2 separate regions of the Mus musculus genome follow, and region 1 is linked to region 2. Evidence: chromatin contacts called from public Hi-C data. All regions are on one chromosome and are shown on one strand. Each heading gives the region's core, a stretch centred on a gene start, on an enhancer-like site or on the middle of the called end of the contact. The rest is flanking DNA. Distances are from core to core; before and after follow the strand shown.

Evidence for each region. Hi-C and Micro-C count contacts between places; a contact is called where the count stands out from the background.
Region 1: a Hi-C map of liver shows a contact between it and region 2, with 3 times the contacts expected there. The contact joins the enhancer-like site here to the promoter of Adra1a in region 2. A contact is called at or near these places in 5 of 484 Hi-C or Micro-C datasets (the G1E-ER4 cell line, cerebral cortex and liver), 1 of 115 datasets of contacts at active chromatin or transcription factors (neural progenitor cells) and 2 of 9 other capture datasets (adipose tissue and pancreatic islet).

What each region holds. Positions count from the first base shown.
Region 1 is chr14:66,669,274-66,675,908 of GRCm38.p6, forward strand. All of the region lies in intron 2 of Adra1a (adrenergic receptor, alpha 1a), which reads left to right. Among named protein-coding and RNA genes, the nearest start is that of Adra1a, 37 kb to the left of the region's middle. Within about 2 kb of position 3,463, at least 8 of the 459 cell types and tissues checked have an H3K27ac peak or open chromatin away from gene starts, as enhancers often do. A contact at or near this core is called in liver, where this site is marked.
Region 2 is chr14:66,632,283-66,638,873 of GRCm38.p6, forward strand. Adra1a (adrenergic receptor, alpha 1a) reads left to right here and starts at 2,969. Exons shown (of 4, transcript NM_001271760.1): 1 at 2,969-3,321; 2 at 5,172-6,178. The coding sequence starts at 5,296.

The DNA of each region.
Region 1 (6,635 bases), core at 2,213-4,712, 37 kb after region 2:
TATGTATGTATGTATGTATGTATGTATGTATGTATGTATGTATAGCTGTGTGTGCATCTGTCTGTATGCATGCATATGTGTGTATGTTTGTGTATGTGCTTGTGTGTGCATGAGTATCTGTGTGAGTGTATGTGGTGTGTGTGTGTGTGTGTGCCTGTGCAAGTGTGTGCATGTACACACGTGTGTATGGAGGCCCAGGAACAATCTTGGACATTGCTACTCAGGTACTATTCCCATTCTTATTTTTTTTAACCTTTTTTTAATTAGGTATTTTCTTCATTTACATTTCCAATGCTATCCCAAAAGTCCCCCATATCCTCCCCACCCCCACTCCCCTACCCACCCACTCCCACTTCTTGGGCCTGGTGTTCCCCTGTACTGAGGCATATAAAGTTTGCAAGACCAATGGGCCTCTCTTTCCAGTGATGGCCGACTAAGCCATCTTCTGATACATATGCAGCTAGAGACATGAGCTCTGGAGGGTACTGGTTAGTTCACATTGTTGTTCCACCTATAGGGTTTCAGATCCCTTTAGCTCCTTGGGTACTTTCTCTAGCTCCACCATTGGGGGCCCTGTGATCCATCCAATAGCTGACTGTGAGCATCCATTTCTATCTTTGCTAGGCCTCGGCATAGCTTCACAAGAGACAGCTATATCAGGGTCCTTTCAGCAAAATCTTGCTATTGTATGCAATGGTGTCAGTGTTTGGAGGCTGATTATGGGATGGATCCCCGGGTATGGCAGTCTCTAGATGGTCCATCCTTTCGTCACAGCTCCAAACTTTGTCTCTGTAACTCCTTCCATGGGTGTTTTGTTCCCAATTCTAAGAAGGGGCAAAGTGTCCACACTTTGGTCTTCGTTCTTCTTGAGTTTCATGTGTTTTGCAAATTGTATCTTATATCTTGGGTATTCTACGTTTCTGGGCTAATATCCATTTATCAGTGAGTACATATCACGTGAGTTCTTTTGTGATTGGGTTACCTCACTCAGGATGATGCCCTCCAGGTCCATCCATTTGCCTAGGAATTTCATAAATTCATTGTTTTTAATAGCTGAGTAGTACTCCATTGTGTAAATGTACCACATTTTCTGTATCCATTCCTCTGTTGAGGGGCATCTGGGTTCTTTCCAGCTTCTGGCTATTATAAATAAGGCTGCTATGATAATAATAAATCAGGCTGCTATGAACATAGTGGAGCATGTGTCCTTCTTACCAGTTGGGGCATCTTCTGAATATATGCCCAGTAGAGGTATTGTGGGATCCTCCGGTAGTACTATGTCCAGTTTTCTGAAGAACTGCCAGACTGATTTCGAGAGTGGTTGTACAAGCTTGCAATCCCACCAACAATGGAGGAGTGTTCCTCTTTCTCCACATCCTCGCCAGCATCTGCTGTCACCTGAATTTTTGATCTTAGCGATTCTGACTGGTGTGAGGTGAAATCTCAGGGTTGTTTTGATTTGCATTTCCCTGATTAAGGATGTTGAACATTTTTTCAGGTGCTTCTCTGCCATTTGGTATTCCTCAGGTGAGAATTCTTTGTTTAGCTCTGAGCCCCATTTTTTAATGGGGTTATTTGATTTTTTGGAGTCTACCTTCTTGAGTTCTTTATATATATATTGGATATTAGTCCCCTATTTGATTTAGGATAGGTAAAGATCCTTTCCCAATACTTCAGGCTAGTTAGGTTGGGTAGCAAATGTCAGCCACTCATCGTCTCTGCCTCCCTGTGCTGTAATCACAGTCATACACTACCTCATTCTGTTTTGTTTGTTTGTTTGTTTTTGTTTGTTTGTTTTCTAATGTTGTTCCAGGGGTCTGGGGTTCAAACTCAGTTCTTCATGCTGTTGAAGCAACCATTTTTCCAACTGAGTTCTCTCCCTCAGCTCCCATAATACCATCTTTTAGGGTCTTTCCTCAAGGGTCCAAATGTGTGGTATCCTAACACAGAAAAAGCTTCAGTTACTATGTTTGGGGTTCTAGAAATGGCAGAAGAGAGCAGTGTTCAAACCAGATGTTAGGAGGAGCTTAGGGAGCACCGTCAGTCACAGCCATGTTCCCTCTTTTCTTGGAAACAAGGATGCCCAGGTCAGTGTTCAAGTTCAATGACAGGTGCAAGAGGAATATGCCCCCACAGGATTTTTGCTAGTGTTGCTCTAGTATCTACAGTTTTGTGCTTTCTTGAAACATGCATGTAGTTGGCATGGGACATTCAGAGTAGGAGGTGACAACTCTCAAACTGTGATAAGCACAAATAAGAATTATCCAGGACGAGAATTGCGTGCACATATTCCCTGATCATCCCCCCCCCTCCACCCAGAAGCCTGACTGTCAGCCTGAAGGTATCCTCCGTGGATCTGCCACATGTTATACACTTCAGTATAATAGAGATTCAAGGTCATGGCCACCCTCACATACCATTTTAGCATTCAACATTCCTTCACTCTGAAATACCCCAGTCTACCTCTAACACACACACACACACATACACACACACACACTCAGCATTTATAAATAAGGAGCCATAGTCCCACAAATGAATAAGCTTCTGCATGCTGTGTCTTCACCTTCTCTCGGGTCTTGTGCTTCTATGAGGCTGCTCTGAATCCCATCGCTGTCTCTCTACTCATCTCTGTGCAGTATAAGAAGGGCACCATGGTTTCAGAAGCGGAATCAAGGATCACGTGATACCTACATGCATCTCTTTGATGTCTTCTTGAGCATCTTTGTCACATGGCTAGGTTTTCCCTTGTTGCTGACTCTCTCCTTTTCCGTTTGTGCCTAGGAATATTTCCCTAGGATTACAAGTCTGTTATTGATAAGACACGAGTGGAAACTCTTGCAGTATTGTGTGCAGATGCTGGTACTCACGTGTGTGAGTATACATGTGTGCATGTGTGTGTGTGTGTCTCTGTCTGTCTGTCTGTGTGAAAGTGGGGGGCAGTGGCCCACACTGAATATCTTTTTGTATCAGTCTCAACATTTTTTTTTGGACATGGTCTCTTACTGAATCCAGCGCTCACTGATTCAGATAGGTAGGCTGACTGCCCAGGGAATCCCAGTGGTGTTCTTGTCCCTGGTTCTTCCCCCACTCCCACCTCCACCCATGCCCAGCACTGGAGTTACACATAGGCCACCATGTCCAGCTTTTACACGAGTTTGGGATCCAAACTCAGGTTCCTGTGCTTGTGCAACAATGGCTCGGTCCATGACACCATTTCCCAGAGTGCTTTGCTATACTGTTTAAGATATTCATAGATCTCTACTCTCTTGCTTTTCAGAGAGACTATCAGTGAGCTGGGGGCAGGTCTGTATGACAGGTGATGCCAGATCACACTGGAGTTTGCCTTGGCTGTGACCATATTTTCATCAACCCCCTCTCCACACCATCGTGTGTGCAGCAGGATTTATCCTGACTCTGGAGTTAACAGTGGCTAGGACAGGCAGGCTGCCTGTGCCATATTAGTCATTGTGGATAATGGCCCAACGCCAACTCAGGTGACAGGTTGAAGCCACTACTGTTACTAGTGTGTCTGAGATCCCAGAAATCAAAGTCTAGTGTGGCTCTGAAGTTACTGTTGCAAAGTTATTTGTGCCAGACATAAGATACCTGTCAAGCACAGCCTTGAGCATGCAGCCCCCAAGGTAGGCACTCCGTTGCTCCCCCTGCAAAGGAAGAGACACAGAAATCCTAAGAGAGTAGGAGCTGGCATCTGAGAAAGGCAGAATGTGAGCCAGGTCCTGGCCTCCTACCCAGGAGGCCTGCCCTGCATTTGATTATGACATGCTCCTGACAAGGCCATAGGCATTGCTTTGTTATGTTGCTTTCATTGTTCAGCTCCACTAGGTACCAGCTCAGGAAACACAAGGACTGGAAAGTACTGGGACACCAAGCCATGGCTTCATAGAAAAAGGTTCTTCAGGGTAGGAAGGCCTCTGAAAACAAGTAGATTCTGTCATGCTGTGGAAATGCCAGTGTTACTGGGGAGAGAGAGAGAGAGGGAGGGAGAGACCAAGTCAGATCTCACTTTCTTGATTCTTTTTAACCAAGCCTACACGTGCACATCCCTACTTGTCTCCAGCCTATTTTCATACCCATACCAAATGCCCCACCTGCGCCAAGCTTACATCCTCCCCTCCCCTCCCTGATTTCTTCCCTGCCTATGATTTCAAATCACCATCAGTCCGCAGCTTGTTCTGGAAATGAGAGGCACACATGGGTTAAAGTGCTACTGCCTGAGGAAGGACATGGGCATGACCTCTTCCAGGAAGAGATGAGAACAGGAAAGAGAGCTAGCATACCTGAGCTTAGCAACAGATCTGGTCCCCAGGGAGGACTTGGGAATTAAGTTTCACAGATAGGTAGGAAGTGTTCGTTTAGACACCAATATTCCTTAATATGAGAGAGAATGAATGATGAATGAATGAATGAATGAATGAATGAAGAGTGTCTGGGACACTTGGGACAGGTTTTTCATCCTTGTGTGAAATGCTATGTTAGTTTCACACAATTTCACAGATAAGAAGGTCTGAATATTTGAACCCCCAAATCTCTATGAAGAAACCTTGTCACCGGTGTGGTGGCAGCAAGGGCTGAGAACTTTAGGAGGTGATGAGGTCGTCATGAGGATATAGCTCTGATGGTTAAGATCACTACCCCTACCTGTGGGGACACAGATACAAGAATCAAGAAACTGACTCTCATTAGAAATAGAATTTTCTTGCACCTTAATCTTGGACTTCCCAGCCTCTAGGACCATGAATCTCTATTGCTTATAATAGAGATGTATGTATTGTAATGTAATGAAATGATGTAAGCTATTCTGTTATAGATACTTGAATGAACCAAGACAGAAATGATATGGGACCTACACACCATTTTGCTGATGGGTGACAGAGCTGAGATCTCAATCCATGTCTATTTTATTCCAAAACACTTCTATAAAACCTCCACTCTCTATCCAAAACTACCAGCTACTAGTGAGCTCCAGAAACATAGTCTGCTCTCTGGCACTTCTTAGAAAGACGAGAGTACCTTCTGTTTCTGTTTTGTGGAATAGTTTGAGGGGTATTGGAATTAGGTCCTCTTTGAAGGTCTGATAGAACTCTGCACTAAAGCAAACCCATCAGGTCCTGGGCTTTTTTTGGTTAGGAGACTACTAATGACTGTTTCTATTTCTTTACAGGATAAGGAACTGTTTTGATCATTAATCTGATCCTGATTTAACTTTGGTACCTGGTATCTGTCTAGAAAATAGTCCATTTCATCCAGGTTTTCCAGTTTTGTTGAGTATAGGTTTTTGTAATAGGATCTGATGATTTTTTTGGATTTTCTCAAATTCTGTTGTTATGTCTCCCTTTTCATTTCTGATTTTGTTAATTAGGCTACTGTCCCTGTGCCCTCTAGTTAGTCTGGCTAAGGATTTATCTATCTTGTTGATTTTCTCAAAGAATCAGATCCTGGTTTTGTTGATTCTTTGTATAGGGTTTTTTTTATTTCCATTTGGTTGACTGCAGCCCTGAGTTTGATTATTTCTGCCGTCTACTCCTCTTGAGTGAATTTGCTTCCTTTTGTTCTAGAGCTTTTAGGTGTTCTTTCAAGCTCTCATGCATGTTCTCTCCAGATTCTTTTTGGAGGCACTCAGAGCTATGAGTTTTCCTCTTAGGACTGCTTTCATTGTGTCCCATAAATTTGGATATGTTGTGGCTTCATAAAACAGCAACCAACAGATTGGGAAAAGATCTTTACCAATCCTAAATCCGATAGGGGACTAATATCCAATATACATAAAGAATCCAAGAAGTTGGACTCCAGAAAACCAAATAACCCTATAAAAATGGGGTACAGAGCTAAACAAAGAATTTTCAACTGAGAAATACCAAATGGCTGAGAAGCACCTAACAAAAATATTCAACATCCTTAATCATCAGGGAAATGCAAATCAAAACAACCCTGAGATTTCACCTCACACCAGTCAGAATGGCTAAGAACATCTTCAGGTGACAGAGATGCTGGTGAGGATGTGGAGAAAGAGGAACACTCCTCCATTGCTGATGGGATTGCAAGCTTGTACAACCACTCTGGAAATCAGTTTGGCGGTTCCTCAGAAAACTGGACATAGTACTACCGGAAGATCCAGCAATACCACTCCTGGGCATATACCCAGAAGATGCTCCAACTTGTAATAAGGACACATGCTCCACTATGTTCATAGCAGCCTTATTTATAATATCCAGAAGCTGGAAAGAACCCAGATGTCCCTCAACAAAGGAATGGATACAGAAAATGTGGTACATTTACACAATGGAGTACTACTCAGCTATTAAAAACAATGAATTCATGAAATTCTTAGACAAATTGATGGATCTGGAGGGTATCATCCTGAGTGAGGTAACCCAATCTCACACACACACACACACACACACACATACACACACACACACACACACACACACACACACACACACACACACACACACACACAAAACCACCCATGATATACACTCACTGATTAGTGGATATAAGCCCAGAAGCTCAGAATACCCAATATACAATTTGTAAAACACAGGAAACTCAAGAAGAAGGAAGACCAAAAGTGTGAATACTTCAATCCTTCTTAGAATGGGGAACAAAAT
Region 2 (6,591 bases), core at 1,719-4,218:
TGTACTAGGTCTTCAGTGTTCTAGGACCTCTGGTCTCATGTGGCTGTTTCTCTGAACTCTGTGGCATACTGCTATTAAAAAGTCTCTAAAGGAGACACTGAAAGTGATAGAGGAGAAAGTGGGGAAAAGTCTCGAAGATATGGGCACATGGGAAAAATTCCTGAACAGAATAGCAATGGCTTATGCTGTAAGATCCAGAATTGACAAATGGGACCTCATAAAATTGCAAAGCTTCTGTAAGGCAAAAGAAACTGTCAATAAGACAAAAAGGCCACCAACCGCTTGGGAACGGATCTTTGCCAATCCTAAATCCAATAGGGGACTAATATCCAATATATAGAAAGAACTCAAGAAGATGGACTCCAGAAAATCAAATAACCTTATTCAAAAATGGGGTACAGAGCTAAACAAAGAATTCTCAACTGAGGAATACTGAATGGCTGAGAAGCACCTGGAAAAAAAATGTTCAACATCCTTAATCATCAGGGAAATGCAAATCAAAACAACCCTGAGATTTCACCTCACACCAGTCAGAATCGCTAAGATCAAAAATTCAGGTGACAGCAGATACTGGCGAGGATGTGCAGAAAGAACACTCCTCCATTGCTGATGGGATTGCAAGCTGGTACAACCACTCTGGAAATCAGTCTGGCGGTTCCTCAGAAAATTGGACATAGTACTACCGGAGGATCCCGCAATACCTCTCCTGGGCATATACCCAGAAGATATTCCAACTTGTAATAAGGACACATGCTTCACTATGTTCATAGCAGCCTTATTTATAATATCCAGAAGCTGGAAAGAACCCAGATGTCCCTCAACAGAGGAATGGATACAGAAAATGTGGTACATTTACACAATGGAGTACTACTCAGCTATTAAAAACAATGAATTCATGAAATTCTTAGGCAAATGGATGGACCTGGAGGGCATCATCCTGAGTGAGCTAACCCAATCACAAAAGAACACACATGATATGCACTCACTGATAAGTGGATATTAGCCCAGAAACTTAGAATATCCAAGATACAATTTGCAAATCACATGAAACTCAAGAAGAAGGAAGACTGAAGTGTGGATACTTCATTCCTTCTTTGAATGGGGAACAAAATACCCATGGAAGGAGTTACAGAGACCAAGTTAGGAGCTGAGGGGGAAGGAGAGACCATCCAGAGACTTCCCCACCTGGAGATCCATGCCATAAACAACCACCAAACCCAGACACTATTGCATATGCCAGAAAGATTTTGCTGACAGGACCCTTATATAGCTATCTCTTGTGAGGCTATGTCAGTGCCTGGCAAATACAGAAGTGGATGCTCACAGTCAACTATTGGATGGAACACAGGGCCCCCAATGAAGGAGCTAGAGAAAGTACCCAAGGAGCTAAAGGGGTCTGCAACCCTATAAGAGGAACAACAATATGAACTAACCAGTACCCCCAGATCTCCTGTCTCTAGTTGCATATGTAGCAGAGGATGGCCTAGTAGGCCATCAATGGGAGGAGAGGCCCTTGGTCTTGCAAAGATTATATGCCCCATTACAGGGGAATGTCAGGGCCAGGAAGCAGGAGTGGGTGGGTTGGGGAGTGGGGCTGGGGAGGGTATAGGGTACTTTCGGAGAGGAAACTAGAAAAGGAGATAGCATTTGAAATGTAAATGAAGAAAATATCGAATTAAAAAAATTCTCTAAACATCTTTTTTTGGAAAATGAGTAATGCTAACACAAGTTTGTTCAGGAAAGGGAGCAGAAATATAGGGCTTTTGTGATCTAAGTTATTGTTTCATATATACATGCAAGAGAAGACTGTACCTGCTACATGCAGCTGTAGCCCCATGCTCCCAAGGTTAGCTCAGCATCGCAAGATTTAAGGGATTCTAGCAAGTGTTTGGAACACTCATCCTCTGTCCGAGTCAATAACAATGAAAGACATAGGAAACGGGAGCCAGAATGGGAAAATTCTTGTTTGTTCTTAATTCTCTGAAGTTCTTTTGACTTCACGAAGTCCTAAGTTAACCAGAGCGTGGAATTTGTCCAGACGAGATAAATAATAAAATTGGTTGTGTACGTTTTCCACTCAAACAAGTTTAAAAAAAAAAGTAACAAAAGAGAAGAAACTCTTCTCCAAGGTTATATTTTCTTTTGAGAACTGGAAACAAGTGCACTTATAGACACTGGTTGAGGGAGAGATTGCCTTGAGAGCATATAGTTTTTAAAACTCCGTGTAACCAAATGAAAGGTGGGTCATATTTTAAAAGACTTTATTTTCCTTGAACTACTGCAACCAAGTCTAAGGAGCTTTCTCTGGGCTTGTGTACTTTTTAAACATCTGCAAATAATGTCAAGCACCTACACATTTGCCACCACCAGCCACACACTTCCTTTTTTTTTTTTTTTTTTTTTTTTTTGGTTTTGGTTGTGGTTGTGGTTGTGGTTTTTCGAGACAGGGTATCTCTGTATAGTCCTGGCTATCCTGGAACTCACTCTGTAGACCAGACTGGCCTTGAACTCTGCCTCCCAAGTGCTGGGATTAAAGGCATGCCACTACCACCATTGCCAGGCGACTTCTTGACTGAAATAAACCGGGCCGGGAGTTGGACTAAACTTTTCAAAGTAACCTTTGGGGAATTTCCGTGAGCACATTATCTATTCAGTAAGAACTTGGAAGGGAGTCTGCTTTTGGTTGGTTGGTTTTTTATTTGGTTTTGTTCTTTAATGTATTTATCAGCCTATTGATAGGGGAAACCCAGAGAAGGGAAGGAGAGGGAGGGGGATCAGTATCAAGCGTGGAGGGATGAGGGTAAAAAAGAGGAAGGGGTAAACGGGAAGTAGAGATCGAAATGGGACAGAGAAACAGGAAGGGAGAGAGACGAAATCCACTTTTTAAATAAGAAGGAGAAGGACAGTAACCCCGAATTTTACGAAATGTGCGGGTTGCTGCAGAGGAATACGGTAACAGCTGGAGATTACGGTACTCGCTAGGCTACAGCCTGCCTGTACTACGTCAACCCGAGCTGCAAAGTTCCGAGCCGCTCTTTTCTGTGTCCAGGAACTGAATATCAAACTGGTGATCGTGGAGTTATTGGATCGCTGTATTTGTCATTTCTTTTCTCTGTTTTCAGTCTTTATTTTAAAATATCCAGGAGAAGCAAGAAGCGAGCCCGGAGTTTGAGGGCTCAGCAGTGGTGGGGTGAGTCAGCGGGTGCTAAGGACTGGGTCTTGGTCTTTGGAGACCCTGTTCTCCTGCAGAGAACCAGAGGGCTCTGCGAGGACTGAAGGTCCGCTTCTCCTGGCGCCAGGGCCTCCGCAGCCGCGCAGCAGGTGAGTAGCGCAGCGGTGCGGAGCGCCGGCATCCCGCAGGGCCGAGTTGTGGGGTGGGCTGGTGTGCCCCTGGACTTAGCCTCGATTCTCCGCTTTGGGACTGGCTTTGAAACCAGCACCCCAAACCACCAGGTTTCCCTGATTTGCCATGGGAAGTTACCTTCTAGTTAACAAGTGTCATTTTAACCCATATATAGACCCCAAGTGGGAGAAAGCGGGTTCCGCAGTGTTGGTGTGGTTTGGTTATCACCTGTGAGGGCTTGAACTTGTGATTGTTTTCACAGCAGCCTGCTCCTGAGATCTCAGTCTTAGGGCTGTACCCCAAAAGACAAAGTATGCAGGTCCCGAAGCCCCAAACCTCTGTCTTACATCTCCTGGTCTGGTCCTTTTGCAGTGTAGAAATCGGGTTATTTAGGCAGATCGTGAACCCTAGCCCAGAAAATCCCAGGCTTCCCCGACTGCTGGCATGGGGACTTGATTTTTTTTTTTTAAGTCCCTTAGGGAATCCGCAGTGACTGCTACTCACAAAGCCTGGTCCGAGGAATAATGCGCTCCCACCCAGGTCTCCCAGAAAGCCCGGGTGTGGCTTGAGACTGGAATCCCTACAGCGGTCGCCCCTTGAAGATCCTGCCTGAATCCATCCGGGCCCTGTTTAGCTCTGGGAATTGGCTTTGCTGGGAACCTAGCTCTTTCTCGAGGGTGACTTGGCTGGTAGGCAGACCCGCGCGCTCTGCTCCCACGAGCGCAAATTCCGCGGGAGAAAGCGTACGCGCGGCCCTGCGGTTCCGTGCTCTCCGAGGTTCGCACTCCCAGACCGCCCTCTCCAGGTGACTATGGTGCAACCTGTTCTAAGGGAGACACGGAGGATCCCCACACCACCCCTGAGATTCTACCGGCTTGCCTCTGTGCGACAACCGCAGCTGCAGTCGAGCATGTGGAGCTGAGGTGGTGATGCAGGAAGGGGGCGTTTCGGGGCTTTATTTTCTCCAACCTATCTCTCGAAATTCAGCTTCCAGCTACTGCAGCTTGGGGTTTTATTGTCATTATTTGAGGTGGGGAGTTTTTTTTTTTTTTTTTTTTTTTTCTCTCTTGCTTGCTTTTGTTTTGGATTCTGAACTTGGTCAGCCAAGGCAAGGTGAAGCATTCGAAGGCACCTTCCCAGAGGGGAGGACTGGGGAGGACTGCAGAGGGGGACAGAGCACGCAGTCCCCTCCCTTGTCCCGTGTTGCCTACGTCAGGGCCTCACAAAGCCACTCATGGACTGCAGAGCGGCGGGCTCCCAGCAGGAGTCTGGTTACTGGGCGAGCTCCCCAGGGCCTGGCTGTCCAGGGCGACTGGCTCACGGACTGCCTTTTTCTTTGTGTTTTTTATTTTCAGCTGAATTCAGATAAACGAAGCTCCAGGGCCACTTCGGTCTCAGCAAATATTCCAGACCCATGTTACCTAGCCAGAACTCCTAGAAACTGGAGCTAGCGGTATCCCATAGATGGGCGGCCAAGTTGAGAGTCACTGCCGGTCAGCTGCAGCGCCCATTCGCCCAGCGTCCCTGCCTTGAGCTTCGAAGGCTGAGCCACACTTAGCTAACCATTTCAGCAAAGACTAGTCACAGACTCGTGAATTTCTAATTGCGTGGATGCACAGGATGGATCAGAGTGCACAGAGAAGCGGATTTTTGTAATTTCTGGTGGCTTTCACAGCATGTCCTTTTAAACCTTTGGAAGGTGTCCCCAGAAGCCCAGAGCGCGCCTGGCCATGTCTCCTTTAATGCTCTGTTCCTCAACGTGGCCCTCTGAGGGTTCCCAGAGCTGCTCCAGGCGGTTTACAACAGGTGTGTTCTCTCCCTCCCCCAGCCCAACCCAGCCCGCAGGATTCCCCCAAGCGGAGATTTTTTGACTTGGCTTCCTCAGGCTCACGTTTCCGCCCTCCGCCAGAGGGTGGCCGTCCAAAGCCCGACCTTGCCCCCTCCCTGGGACCATGGTGCTTCTTTCTGAAAATGCTTCTGAAGGCTCCAACTGCACCCACCCGCCAGCACAGGTGAACATTTCTAAGGCCATTCTACTTGGGGTGATCTTGGGGGGCCTCATCATTTTCGGGGTCTTGGGGAATATTTTAGTGATCCTCTCGGTGGCCTGTCATCGGCATCTGCACTCGGTGACTCACTACTACATTGTCAACCTGGCTGTGGCAGACCTCCTCCTCACCTCCACCGTGCTGCCCTTCTCTGCCATCTTTGAGATCCTGGGCTACTGGGCCTTTGGCAGGGTGTTCTGCAACATCTGGGCGGCGGTGGACGTCTTATGCTGCACAGCGTCCATCATGGGCCTCTGCATCATCTCCATCGACCGATACATTGGTGTGAGCTACCCGCTGCGCTACCCCACCATTGTCACCCAGAGGAGGGGCGTCAGGGCTCTGCTCTGCGTCTGGGCGCTTTCCTTGGTCATCTCCATCGGACCCCTGTTCGGCTGGAGGCAGCAGGCTCCGGAGGATGAGACCATCTGCCAAATCAATGAGGAGCCAGGATACGTGCTGTTCTCAGCGCTGGGCTCTTTCTACGTGCCACTGACCATCATCCTGGTTATGTACTGTCGAGTCTACGTGGTAGCCAAGAGAGAAAGCCGAGGCCTCAAGTCCGGCCTCAAGACCGACAAGTCAGACTCAGAGCAAGTGACGCTCCGTATCCACCGTAAAAATGTCCCTGCAGAAGGCAGCGGAGTAAGCAGTGCCAAGAATAAGACTCACTTCTCCGTGAGGCTGCTCAAGTTTTCCCGAGAGAAGAAAGCCGCCAAGACGCTGGGCATTGTGGTGGGATGCTTCGTCCTCTGCTGGCTGCCATTCTTCCTCGTGATGCCCATTGGTGAGTGTTCTCAACCCCACTGCTTACAGTTGAGGGAATGGGGAGTCCCACCGCTAAGGTAGAAGAGGGGTCTGCATTTCAAAGGCACAGGAAGGACTCCCTGGTGGGAACTGGAGTCTTTTCTTTTACTACTTTGTTGGTCTCTTTAATGGGAGTGTCCACTTTTCTTAATGTCCTTAAGTCTGGTTAACTTAAATCCACGCAGTCTCTTTAGAGTCCCCAAAGCAGACTACTCGGATACTGCTCCTGTTCCGCTATGGGTGGGGAAAAAAAGTCCTCTTGGCTTGAAAATACACACCACGCTTGTTCTGGGCAAATATGTGACTGTACAATTGGGTTAGATGGTACTCTCCGCTGTGTGTGTGAGTTATAGTGTCTGTCTGCTTAGGCTCTGTCTGTGCTCATTTTGTTCT